Regions from separate parts of the Triticum aestivum genome. Here region 1 is linked to region 2. The links are chromatin contacts, called in public Hi-C maps. All regions are on one chromosome and are shown on one strand. The core of a region is the stretch at or near the end of the contact, and the rest is flanking DNA. Distances in the headings are between cores, read along the strand shown.

What was found. Hi-C and Micro-C count contacts between places; a contact is called where the count stands out from the background.
Region 1: a contact with region 2 is called in a Hi-C map of leaf, with 4 times the contacts expected there. The contact joins the enhancer-like site here to the promoter of LOC123183150 in region 2. A contact is called at or near these places in 2 of 5 Hi-C or Micro-C datasets (both in leaf).

Annotation. Positions count from the first base shown.
Region 1 is chr1D:474,414,427-474,420,403 of IWGSC CS RefSeq v2.1, forward strand. No RefSeq gene overlaps it. Among protein-coding and RNA genes, the nearest start is that of LOC123183154, 84 kb to the right of the region's middle. Within about 2 kb of position 3,840, at least 2 of the 8 cell types and tissues checked have an H3K27ac peak or open chromatin away from gene starts, as enhancers often do. A contact at or near this core is called in leaf, where this site is marked.
Region 2 is chr1D:474,268,725-474,274,807 of IWGSC CS RefSeq v2.1, forward strand. It overlaps LOC123183150, which reads right to left and starts at 3,462. Exons shown (of 16, transcript XM_044595892.1): 1 at 3,155-3,462; 2 at 2,835-3,068; 3 at 2,396-2,522; 4 at 2,235-2,275; 5 at 1,096-1,189; 6 at 1-674. The coding sequence starts at 3,025. LOC123183151 (a long non-coding RNA gene) reads right to left here. Exons shown (of 7, transcript XR_006492459.1): 6 at 5,121-5,296; 7 at 4,357-4,908.

The DNA of each region.
Region 1 (5,977 bases), core at 2,590-5,089, 150 kb after region 2:
GTGGAACATTATTGATAGTGATTGTCGTGTATATAATCCTGACAATAAGTATAGGGGTATGAATTTTGAGGAACAGGTACCGAGGTGCAGAAGGGTGTACACAGAAGAATGTATACATGTTCGGAACCTCTACGTTGGAGGTAATACCCTACTTCTTGTCGGTGCTTTTGCTCACATGTTTATAGGATGATTACATATTAATGTGAACCCGCACTCGGTGCCCCAGCCATGGTTTATATAGTGTGACATTCACCGAAGCCACAACGGTTGTGTTAAAGCTATGTATAATGTCCCATTCATAGTCGTCTGTTTCTAGTCATTACACAATGGTAATGGCCATATAGTTAGAGCATGTACGACTATACCTGGCTAACCTGGGCCTCTAAACGTTTATGGACACGCCGGGCTTGTCCATGCATAGTGACTGACGACCCTTCAAATGTCTGCGTCCCATGGGCGTCTTGGCTTCTTCTCCGGACGCCCCACCGGCAGCCGCTCCCACATCCAAATGGAGAGGGCCCAGACAAATCCACCCATATTGGACTTGTCTCCCGTCCTCTGGGTTGCGTTGTCAAGCTGCAAAACATCAAATGAGGATCAGATATAACAAAATGTCATGGACATACTTTCGTAGGTTGGCAATGAGATACTCTCTTACCGAACGATATAGGTAGGCGAGAGATGTGGACCCCCAACCGCATCCTGCATCCCAGTCGGCTAGGAAGAACAGATACGACCAGTTGGCAGAGTTCCCCGAGCTGTCTGGAAACACGGCCTCCGTGAGAAGATACCACAGGTAGGCCCTCGCGTACCACTCCACAGTCGCCTCATCGGCGTCTTCGGGGCATGTCTTCCGGTGCTTCGATAGCCAGGGCAACGATACACCGGATGTACGGTTACCCTTAGCACCGGGGCAGTCGCCGACGAGGGTGGTAACCCTCTGATGCCAGTTGGTCCTCTCCACTCGCCCGGTGAGTGCTTGACCCTCGATCGGCATGGCAGTAATCATCGACCAATCCTCGAGGGTCACTGTCATCGCCCCGCATGGGAGATGGAAAGAATGGGTCTCCGGTCGCCACCGATCAATCAAAGCTGTCAGAGCTGCGTGGACAAGCATCGGTGGCTGACGCTTGAACTGCAACACGAAACCCAACAGTCGGGCTCTCTTGAAGTACGGCGCGTAGCGCTCGTCGTAGTCCATATTCCCGGCAACCTCGTGATCCCTCATGCGCAGTGGCTGGAGCATCTGTCAAAAAGTGGACGACAATAGTTAGGAACTTATTTTCATCAATCCGAAAACTTTGATCAATATTTCCTTCATATTACTTACCACTCCGTTCTCTATGAAACGGGCATGATGACCCTTGTCGAATGCGTAGTCAAGCATGGAGTACCGTGGGCCGCTGCTGTCCGCAAGAGGTGCCCGCCTTAATAAAATTTCATAAACAAAAGCATCATAAGCATAAGCATACATAAACAAAAAAAAGAAATTTCTTGATTACATTAACTAGGGTTCATCTTCCAACATGCATATTCCTCCAACAACATCTACTACACATGATGGATCACATCATATCAACATGCATCATATCAAAATAAAATCCTCCAACATGAATCATATCATCATTTTTTTTTAACAATTTTTTTTGAAATAGAGTTCATCTTGAATGTATTTTCTCCAAACAACATCTTCATATCATCATATCAACATGCATCATAAAACAAAACAAGTCCTCCCACATGCATTACATCATAATTTTTTTAACAAAAAAAATTATGAACTAGGGTTCATCTTCACACTAACATATGAACTATTGATTAGAGTTCATATTCAATACCACTAGTTACTAAAGAACTAAGAACTAGAACTAGAATGAAGCTAAAACAATCCTAGGTCAAAAAAAATTCTAATCTAAGTTCAAAAATATGAGGGATTTCAAGCAAATAATGCGTCGAATCGGAAGCAAGTTTGCAAAAACTACTTGGAGGGATCAGAGGAGCTTACATTTCTCTCTTCGGGGCCATCTCGATCCGCAAAAACGATGACGAAACGGTGAAGACCCGGGGGGGAGTGGAGGAGATGAGAGAGGGAGAGAGGGGCGAGGGGGAAAAAGAAGAACTGCCGACGGGGGAGGGGAGGGGTGGGGAGATGGGCAGGGGCGCGGGGTCTCGGGGGAAATAACTGCTCGCACCCTACCGCCAGGGGTGCTGGCGGTAGGGTTAGACAGCCTACCGCCAGGGACCCTGGCGGTAGGGTGCGACGGAGGGGGACGGCGGTTGTCTCCACGTGCTGACGTGGATTGGTAGGCTGTCTAACCCTACCGCCAGCACCCCTGGTGGTAAGAAAAAGGGTCAAATCCCAAAATATTTCCCAACTGGGGTCAGATCCTGAATTTGTATGCCAGAAGGGTCAAAACACGAAATTTTGCCGAAGGGTATCTATCAGCCCGAACATATAGGTCCGGTAAGAGGGGTGTGGCTGGATCGTAATTTTGTGATCGGTCATTGACCGGACCGTCCGTCTGAATGTATAGAGGTTCGGCTATAGATGTCTTAATAGGTAGGGACGATGTGTGAAAATGCCTGCTATTAGTGTGTAGGTACCCCTACCTATTAATAGCATGCATTTCCAGGAATGAAACGATTTTGCGGATTACGAGGCAATCAGATTGGCCGACACGAATGGGCATGTGTGTGCCCCTACGAATTTCCGACATGGAAGCATCTTAGTGTTGGCTAGATATTCTCATGAATACATGGGGATGTCGCTAGGCATAGCTCTTTTCAAGTTCTCTTTCACAGTTTACTTTTGTCATCTTTTCCTTTTGACATTGCGCATGCTTTCTTTTTCTTTGACACTGTACTAACTAGCAAGCATGCATGAACCACGCGGTTGGTAAATTAACAATTACAGGGTCGGTGTGGTCGCCATCGTCCAATGACACGGGGTTCAACCATCACACACAGGCAGCAAGCTGGGCCCGTGCGTGCCGATGTTGTCAGCAAATAAAACTGGCAGATTCGATGATGGATCACACGTCAACTCACCTGATCCCTATGGACGATCCTTTCATGTATCGATAACCTAATCTGATAGTATGGTGTTGACATGACATGGATAACCTAAACAATTCGTATATACGCCGACGGTGAAAAGAAAACACATAAGTCCGTCCGTTCTTGGGTCCTTCACTTGGCTACAACTTGCACCTAGCTACGCATGCGGTGAGAGAGATCGACTTGCTTGGACGTAGCGCTGACAAGGTAGAGCCAGTCCTTGCTGCTAGGGTAGCTGTGTTTTCCCCAGATTCCGGAAGCTTCAGAGCGGCACGGCCTCGCCGTACGTACCTGCTCCTCTGTGCCGCATGTATGCTGCAAAAGTTTCAGGAAGCTTCGTTGCCATGCATCGTGCATCCCCGGCCCCGGCCTTGGTGGTACGTGCGGCGCAGACAGCCTGCACATGCGGCCGCGGCCCCTCTCTGATCGATCGGATCCAAGTCCAACTCTTGGTGCAAAGCAGCTACCACCAGCCAGGGACGCGCTCTCGTGCCCATCGTGCTCTCTCGAGGCACAAGATGGAGTACTTTACTGCACTGCACGTCGGAGAATCAGCCGCTCTGCAGATCTGCGCTACGGACCGCGGGAACAGACAAAGGGCCTGTGGTGGTAATTCGGTTTGTTAATCTCAGAGAATCGGAGCAGAATCGCGGCTTTTCTCTTGAAGAAACACGCGCCGTTCCAATCAACGAGAATCACGAGATCCATCCACACGTATACTTTTCTTGTTTTTGCACGAGACAAGGGATCCACGCGCGCAGGCGCCCCGCACTACTGCCTGGTCGCTGTCAACGATCGATCCATCTATTGTATTGTGTATGTGTACGCACAACACAAATGCCGGGTCGCCCATTATTAATCAGGTCAACTTGCTTGTTTTCCATTCTTTTCTAGACTGGACTAGACTAGACTGCAGTTTCTTTCATGATTTCGTCCTGCCTTCATTTCGTAGCAGTAGTAGTACACGAGTAGTACGTTGTCTCGAGCTCGATAGGTTGAAGGGATGAACGAGCGTGCGTCTTGTGCTACGACAACAATAGTCTCTGGATTTTTTATATGAAAATAATAGCCTCTGGATAATAGTCTCCAAATTTTCGCTTCGCTTGCCTAGGGATTTCTGCGCGCCCCGCATCAGCATCAGACAGTAGGGATCACTCTAGCCACACCTAAACTTACTGTCGACGTAAGTTAATCTGGCTTCAAGTTTCAGATGTCGGCGCCGACTTTGCCCTAACTTACTGTTGACGTATCGGGTGACATTGCCCACATGTAGATGTAGGATGTCTTTGGTTTGCATCATTTGGCAACGCATGTTTGTTGCTTGAGGTACTGGGAAAGGCAACTAGCCCCCGCGTCGCCCTCCCAGGCGGCACGGGAGGCCATTTATCTCCGCCTCCTCCCTAACCCCTCGCCGCCGCCGGTTGGAGCCGCCGGGCAATGCCCCGCGTGGCGTACGGCGGCGGCGGGGCTTCTCTCCTTTACAACGCTCGAGATCGTCTCCTTCTCCTCCCTGAGTGAGTCAACACCGACCGGCTGTTCTCTGTCGTGTTTCGGATGGGCTCCTGTCTCGCACATGGTGCCTTGATCCAGCCCGCCGGCCGCCGACCAATGCCTATTGCCTTCCCCTACCCAGATCTGATTGGGTCCAGATGGGGGAACCGGTGAGGGATGGTGCTCACACAGATCCAACCATCACCTATGAGGCAGGGGCCATGTACAACGTCCTGCCATGCCCAGTTCGAGGTCAGTTGAGGGTGCCCATGGTCGCCGGTCCTTGGTCAGGTCAGCGGTTGTCCGCATCAGTTGCGTCTCCCAGGGCGGCGACTAGCGGCGTATGTAGCATTGACGCGGCGGCAGATTGAGTCGTTTGCCCATCCATCGCATGAAGCGTATGATTCGCCGGATCCGGTTCTACATCTCAGGCAGCCGTGATGGCAACGGTGATCGCACCGAATTGTAGCGGCAGATCCTCTGATTGGTGGCCATCGAAAGATCTTTGTGAGAGTTCCTCTCTCCGGATCCGGTGGTTGTCTTCGACGTGTGATGCAACCTACACACAACGGCTTGACACAGAGGGTATGGTTGTGCAGCAGCGGTGGTCGGCTAGCCAGCGCATGCAACCGATGGGATAGAGCAAAAGTGGTGGCGACAACACATGATTGACTTCAACGAGCTCTGGGGTGAAAACCTAGGTTTGACCCAAGTTGGTTATAGCTGACAATGGCGATGTTTTTGCATCGTTCCCTTGTTGAAGGCATTGTTCGTATATGTTCAGGTGAAAACCTAAAATCTAGATTTTGGTGGTTGGATGCGATGACGGTGGCGCTTGAGCGTCGCTCCCTTCTGGAAGGCGTTGCTGTTGAAGATCTTGGTTGCCCTTATGATGTCATGAGATGGTTGGTGCGGCTATGGCCATAATTGTTATTTGTCGATCGCGGATTTGATTACTTTGGGGTTTTTTTTGCCTCGTTTGACAGGGCTTTGGTCTTAGATGACTTTACTATTTTCAATGGGTTTTTATATTTTGAGAAACCATGGCTACAGAGTACACCATGGTGGGTGCATACTCATTCCACATTACATCTTTGATATCAGCCAGGACATCAGAAAGCGGCAAAAAGTCTCCCGCTCTCCGTGCTCATGCGGCTAGCTCATGAGCCAGCTTGTTTTCTCCCTGCTTATGACACTGATTTCTGTATTGGCGTAGCTCATTAGGAGGTTCTTTGCATCGGTTACACAAGCATGGTAGGCCGATCTACACCTCTCCTCTGCCTTTAGCTCCCGCACTACTCCGGCACAGTCTGTCTCCAAGATCAGGCTTCCATTGAAGTACTTGGCAAATTCAGTTAACCCCATCACTGCAGCTGCAGTCTCTGCTTCTTCAATCGAACTGCAAAGCGGTAGCTGCCGGCCCACTAAC
Region 2 (6,083 bases), core at 2,212-4,711:
TGGACATTGCACTTGGTTTTCCTTGGTCTGCCCCTTGGTTTTTTCAGACTTGGTTCTGCATGATCAGCAGTAGTTGCAGGTTTTATCTTTCTTGGTCTCCCCCTTGGTTTTCTCAGACTTGGTTCTGCGTAATCATCAGCAGTTGCAGGCTCTAACTTTCTTGGTCTACCCCTTGGTTTTCTCAGACTTGGTTCTGCATAATCATCAGCAGTTGCAGGTTTTATCTTTCTTGGTCTCCCCCTTGGTTTTTTCATACTTGGTTCTTCGTGATCATCAGTAGTTGCTGGTTCTATCTTTCTTGGTCTCCCCCTTGGTTTTTTCATACTTGGTTCTTCGTGATCATCAGTAGTTGCTGGTTCTATCTTTCTTGGTCTGCCCCTTGGTTTTTTCAGACATGGTTCTGTGGAATCATCAGTGGTTGTCAGTTTTATCTTTCTTGGTCTCCCTATCGGTTTTCGAGGAACTGATGAACTCTCAATGGAGTTATTCTCGTCTGGTATTTTTCTAGGCCTTCCTCTACGATTGCTCTTACTGTACGCAATCATTGACTGATGAGGATCTGCCTCTTCAAAGGGTGCTACGAGACACCAAACTTGAATGATACCTCTGCCAATCAATGGCATACCAAGCTTATGGTAAGAAGAACCAGGAGGATGAGCAGCAACAGCAAGATACTGCAACAGATAGAAAATTGTGAGCATGTTATATTTTTTTATATCCAAGTAAATTCTTGCAATTAAAAATTACTATTCATACACTGAAAAACAACCGCAAACCATGCAATGAGCCTGTATGCAAATGCATTTGAGAAAAGTACTTTGATGGATGACCTGAGGTTTTCTTAGACATATTTCTATATGCCAACATACAGTATACAGTTGAGTAAAACAAATCAATATATCATTGAGATGTGGGTTTGGGAGCCACTATAATGGCATTTTTCTCATTGCTAAATCTGGGCGATGAACAAAACATTTCTCCAGATAGTCTTACAAGGGAGAAATTGGATAATAAGATGACGAATGAGCTTTTTTGGAATCATGACTCACAACAAAAGAGCTACTAGTTCATGACCATCAGTCAGTTGATCACAACCTCACAATTTACACGAGAACAAGGCTTGTCGCACAACTTTGGGCACCAGTCCAGCGACCAAACACTTCCCCCAGCGAACAAAATGAAATCAGAACTGCAACAATTATTAAGATATTTAATCACAGTTCACTCAAGATGGTTCACCACAATCATATGGATAGTGTAACAGAAAAAAGTGAAAGAGTGCAGAAATATGGAAGGTCAAATTTAGTAGCGTATCCACGTCTCATTAATTTATGACACCACTGATATTTCAATTAATGAAACAACACAAGCTATTGTGCGGATTGCCTACGTCTCTCTTTTTATCAACAAATCTCCCAAGAGCAGCAGAACCTTGCATGGGTTGACAGCAGTTGATGACCCAACTCACTCCTGGACCAAGAGAATACTGCTTGCATTCTCAAATAACTGTACTTTTTAGAGTGTGCAGTCAAAGATTTAAAGCTTTGATCACTAATATACACAATAGCACAAATGGTATTTGTATATGGGTTAGTGGAAGTACATATCACTAATTATTTTTATCTAATAACTTTACTAGTATATAACTAGAAAAGGTACTGGCCAAAGGGGGAGATGCTAATTTGCGCGCGCGCGTTGCAGCGCTCACTTTCAGACATGTAGTTTTCTCCCGACTTGGAAAGTGGCGTTAGAGCAGTAGGTGGGGGAATTGGATAAATAAGAGCCCCCCCCCCCCCCTGCAGCAATGCACGCCTTAATCAGCTAGCTGTATCATGCGCTCAAACCTCATCCATGTGGTGGGGCCCAAGGCGTTCAGCCTGTCGGCCGAAAGACTAGTTTCGGATGGGTCGCTCGCTGGAGCGAGCGAGCGTGAAAGAGTCCTTTCGGGTCAAAGGTGTATTTGAAATCAAGTTATGTTGCATGTGAAACAACAAGGAAATTATTGTACTTCTGTAGAAATCCTTCACCAGCAACAAGATGAGAATAGGTACTGGTCTGCGGAATACATTAGGTCATAACTTCAATACTTCAAATAACAGAACCAGAGGAACTTAAATCATAATGTATCTCTCCACAACAATACTACCTTGAGTAATTAGTTAGGGAAAATCATGTAACAACATAAGTAGATTCTAGAAAGTTGAGGAAGTCTAGATTATATATAGAACTAATACCTGTCTGTATTCTTATCCCTCCCATCTTCCAAGTGTGTGACCTGCATTGATTCACACTTATATGATCCAAGAAATCAGCTAAAAGCCTAAGCCTTCTGATGTTGTAACAGGGAATTTAGACTCACAAATTAGCGCCGGCAATCAGTTCTAGTTTTACTAACCTGAGGAAAAGATGCAGATGAGAACTGTGGTAAGGTTATCTCAGGTGTGTCATCTCCGGATGAAGCTGATCCAGCGCCGTAAACAAAACTAACACCTTTTGGCTCATAAGAGAAATGCCTCCATTCTCTGGGAAGATAACAAATTTATCATTATCAACAGATCACATGTCTGGCAGAATGGAATCCAAAAAACATTTGATGACTCTGTTTAACCATAATCTTAGCACATTGCAGTTACATTCGCAGCATACCTAATTGGAGAACACAAGATATCTTCTCCTTTTCTTTTTACTAGTTTACTCCATACTTTCCTATTTTCATTCATATTTTTAATTAATGTTCCATGGATTACTCAAAAGTTCATTCGGCCGACGAGCCCAAAACTGAAACTTGCCAATTTTACCGCGGCATTGCGGGAGCAAAGGAGAGTGGTTTTTACCTGAGGAACGTTACTGAGGAGGCGAGCCTTTCTGCTTCGGCGTCGGGGAACCCCGGCTGGGGGTCGCCGGTGGCGAGCTCCGAGATGGCGCGTACCGCCCTGGAGAAATCCTCCTGCGACTGGTCGAACAGGCAGACCTCGGCGCCCTTGCTGCCCTCTTCCGCCTCCGGCCGGAGCGGCGGCGCGGCCATCGCCGGCTGGGGGAGCGGCAGGCAACCAGCGAGGGCTCTCTACCTAGGGCATCTCACAGATCAGCAATCAACATTCATATGCAAGAAGGAAGAAGCCAAGAACTGTCCACTGCCAAAGGAAAAACCAACCTTCGCGAGGAGGCGCGACGCGAGGCCGGCGGCGTCCTGGCCAGCAGAGGGGCGAGGCGACGCGGTGCGGGCAGGAGAGGAGCTAGGTGAGGCGGCGGCGGAGTCCTGGAAAGGGGAGGGAGAGCGGGGGCAACCGGGGGCGCGCGGCCCGAATCGGGGACCGGGCGAGCGGCGTTCGGCAGCGCGCGGAGAAGGAGGCCGGACGAGCTCCAGCTCCCCCGTCGAGCGGGCGGACCAGCGGCGAGCGGCGGCGGAGGCGCGACCTGATCTCGCTCAGGCCGCAGGACGCTATCCCCTGACGAAGTGTCGAATTCTTCAGATAAAAAGCCGAGACATGATCGGGTTCAGTTAACGGACGGCGATCCTCGCTCCTTCCCTTGGGTCCCTCGATCAACGGCTGAGATCGATCGATTTCCATCCTATAACTATTCGCCGATCGTCCGCTCCTGTGGGCTGTTGTTGGCCCGGGTTCTAGAGCTGCTGCACCCCTCTCTGTCCAATGTTGCAGCTCATCAACCTGCACTTCGTTCCAGAGAGAGAGGGGCTAATAACTAGCAATTCAAAAGGATGAGAAACAGAACTATAACTCTGAGTTGGATTTTCAGATTTAAAATACAGGGGTGAAGAAACTCCAAGTCAAATTTAAAAAGAAAATTCAATTTTTTTTATTTGATATTACTAGATGCCATTGATATGGTGTGATGCATGTCGGCTCCATAATTTTCCGCAGGTCATCCGACCATAGTGCATAAGTAAATTAAGTGAGAATAAAAATTAAAATCCAAAAAACGTTGATCTCCCAAAGGCCACCCGTTCGACAGGTCCACGTCGCCCCATTGGAGCGGGGTGCCCGTGTTCTAGCTAGTACCGTTGGCATATCTCCACGCCGATGTGGGGCCGCTGCCATGACGGAGCGGGTGGCAAGATTGAGAAGTTGGGCTGCGTCCCTCCTTGGCCCCAACGAGCAAGACAACTACTCGGCCTCCCGGTCATGCTTCCCCAGGATCCACTTCCACACCACTGTGGCCACGGGGCGACGGGCGGCGACGCTTGTTAGGGTTTGTCAGGTGTAGGGGCAGAGGGAGAAGATGTGTGTGTAAGTGGACCGACGCTTAACTTTAACTTGATGTTATCATCACGCTTGTGTTTGTGTATATGTATGTAGTTACGTACTACTTTCAATTCCAAAAAACTTGTGCCTGTGAACAAGTCGACTATACTCTTGCTTTATTGCTCCCCGCAAATAAATTACTATCTATTCTCTCCACATCAACGGAGGTGATATTCAGGTCCACTCCAGTAACAAGGTTACACACCATCTAAACCACCATAACCCTGAAGAAAATTAGTCCTCGTGATCAAGAAAGCCCAAATTCAGACAATACTGATTGAAACAAAGTAGAAAAGGCCTCAGCAGTAGCCCCATCGTCGGCCTTAATTTTGAGCTGGGCCTTGGATGATGCTGGGTTCACAATGCATTCTACAAGGTACTCCCTCCGTTCGGAATTACTCGTTCGAGAAATGAATGTATCTAGATGTATTTTAGTTGTAGATACATCCATTTTTGTGACAAGTAATTCCGAACGGAGGGAGTAGAAAGCAGCAGCCCCAGCTTTCTGACCATAAAAGAAGAACTTGTGGTTTGGAGGCTGGCCGCCTGAAGCAACGCATTGAATGTAGTTGTTTTGCATATGACGAATGAGCGATTGGTGATTCATCAAAGAAGCTGCCCCTTGTGGAGTTAAAGAGCATTCCTACAACACAACAAACCATACAAGAGAAGAATGTTTGTTAAATTACAAATGTCAAACTCATCAATGCGATGAATATCAAGGGCGGGCTCAAAGTAAAATCATAATAATCTCAAACCAAGTGAAACCATTTAGAGGAACATATAACAGAAGAGTATGCTGCGCTGCCCATAATCATGAAATGTAGCAGGGACAAAAACTTAAAAGCAACGCACCTGAGAAAAAGATAATGCTAGTTGGCTCCATTTATTCTGGAAATCCCTAGGATCTAGCACAGGCCTCAAGTCGAGGGCCAGTGCACGGGGTGGTGGAGGGGCTGGGACATCAGGGACACCATTTCCGAGGATCATCGAGACCGAAGTTAAATGTGTGAGCATTCAGTACCTCTGTACTAGAAGTGACAACAATAAGTTGAGTTATCAGTAGTGACCGCAGTAAGAAGTGACAACAATAAGTTGAGTTATCACTTGAACTCATAGCAATAGAAACTACGTAGAACTATGTACACAGATACTACAACTTGCATCACCAAAATCTAGAATTTTTCTTCAACTCGAGAAAGATTTCACAGGAACATTTTTCTTCAACTCCCGTCCATCACAGTTACAGGAATTAAAAACTAAGGGAGCAACTTAATAAGCATCAACTTTTTCCTAAAATTTTCAGCAGTTCCTGTAAGTTGAGAGACAAAAATAGAAGAAACAACAGCAGCTAATCTCTGTTCCCTCAATCGCGTCCACGACGCTGTCGAGGAGAGCAGCGGGGGGGGCCTTGGAGCGACGGCGACACAACAAGCAAAAAAAAAATCTAGCATTTCAATTTGCAAACACGATAATATTTCTGATGGTTCAGAACAGACCATATGGTCAATCAACAATGCAAAGAAGTTGCATTTTTATTAGTTTGAATTGGCCTTGTGATTACCAGGAAGATCAAAGATGTCTATAATATCATCAGAACTAAACTTTGGCGCTAGATCAATCTAGTCTCATGCCTAATTTACAGTAGTACATATTTGACGCTAGAACCTGTGTGTCAGAACTAAACTTTGACGCTATGATAATCCAAGAAGATGAAGCAGGACTACGCAAACGCAAAAATACAGATTGGTGACAACGGACGAATTAAATCCAAACAAGAGAATCCGTACGTGTGTCAGGCCTAATTTAGGTTACATA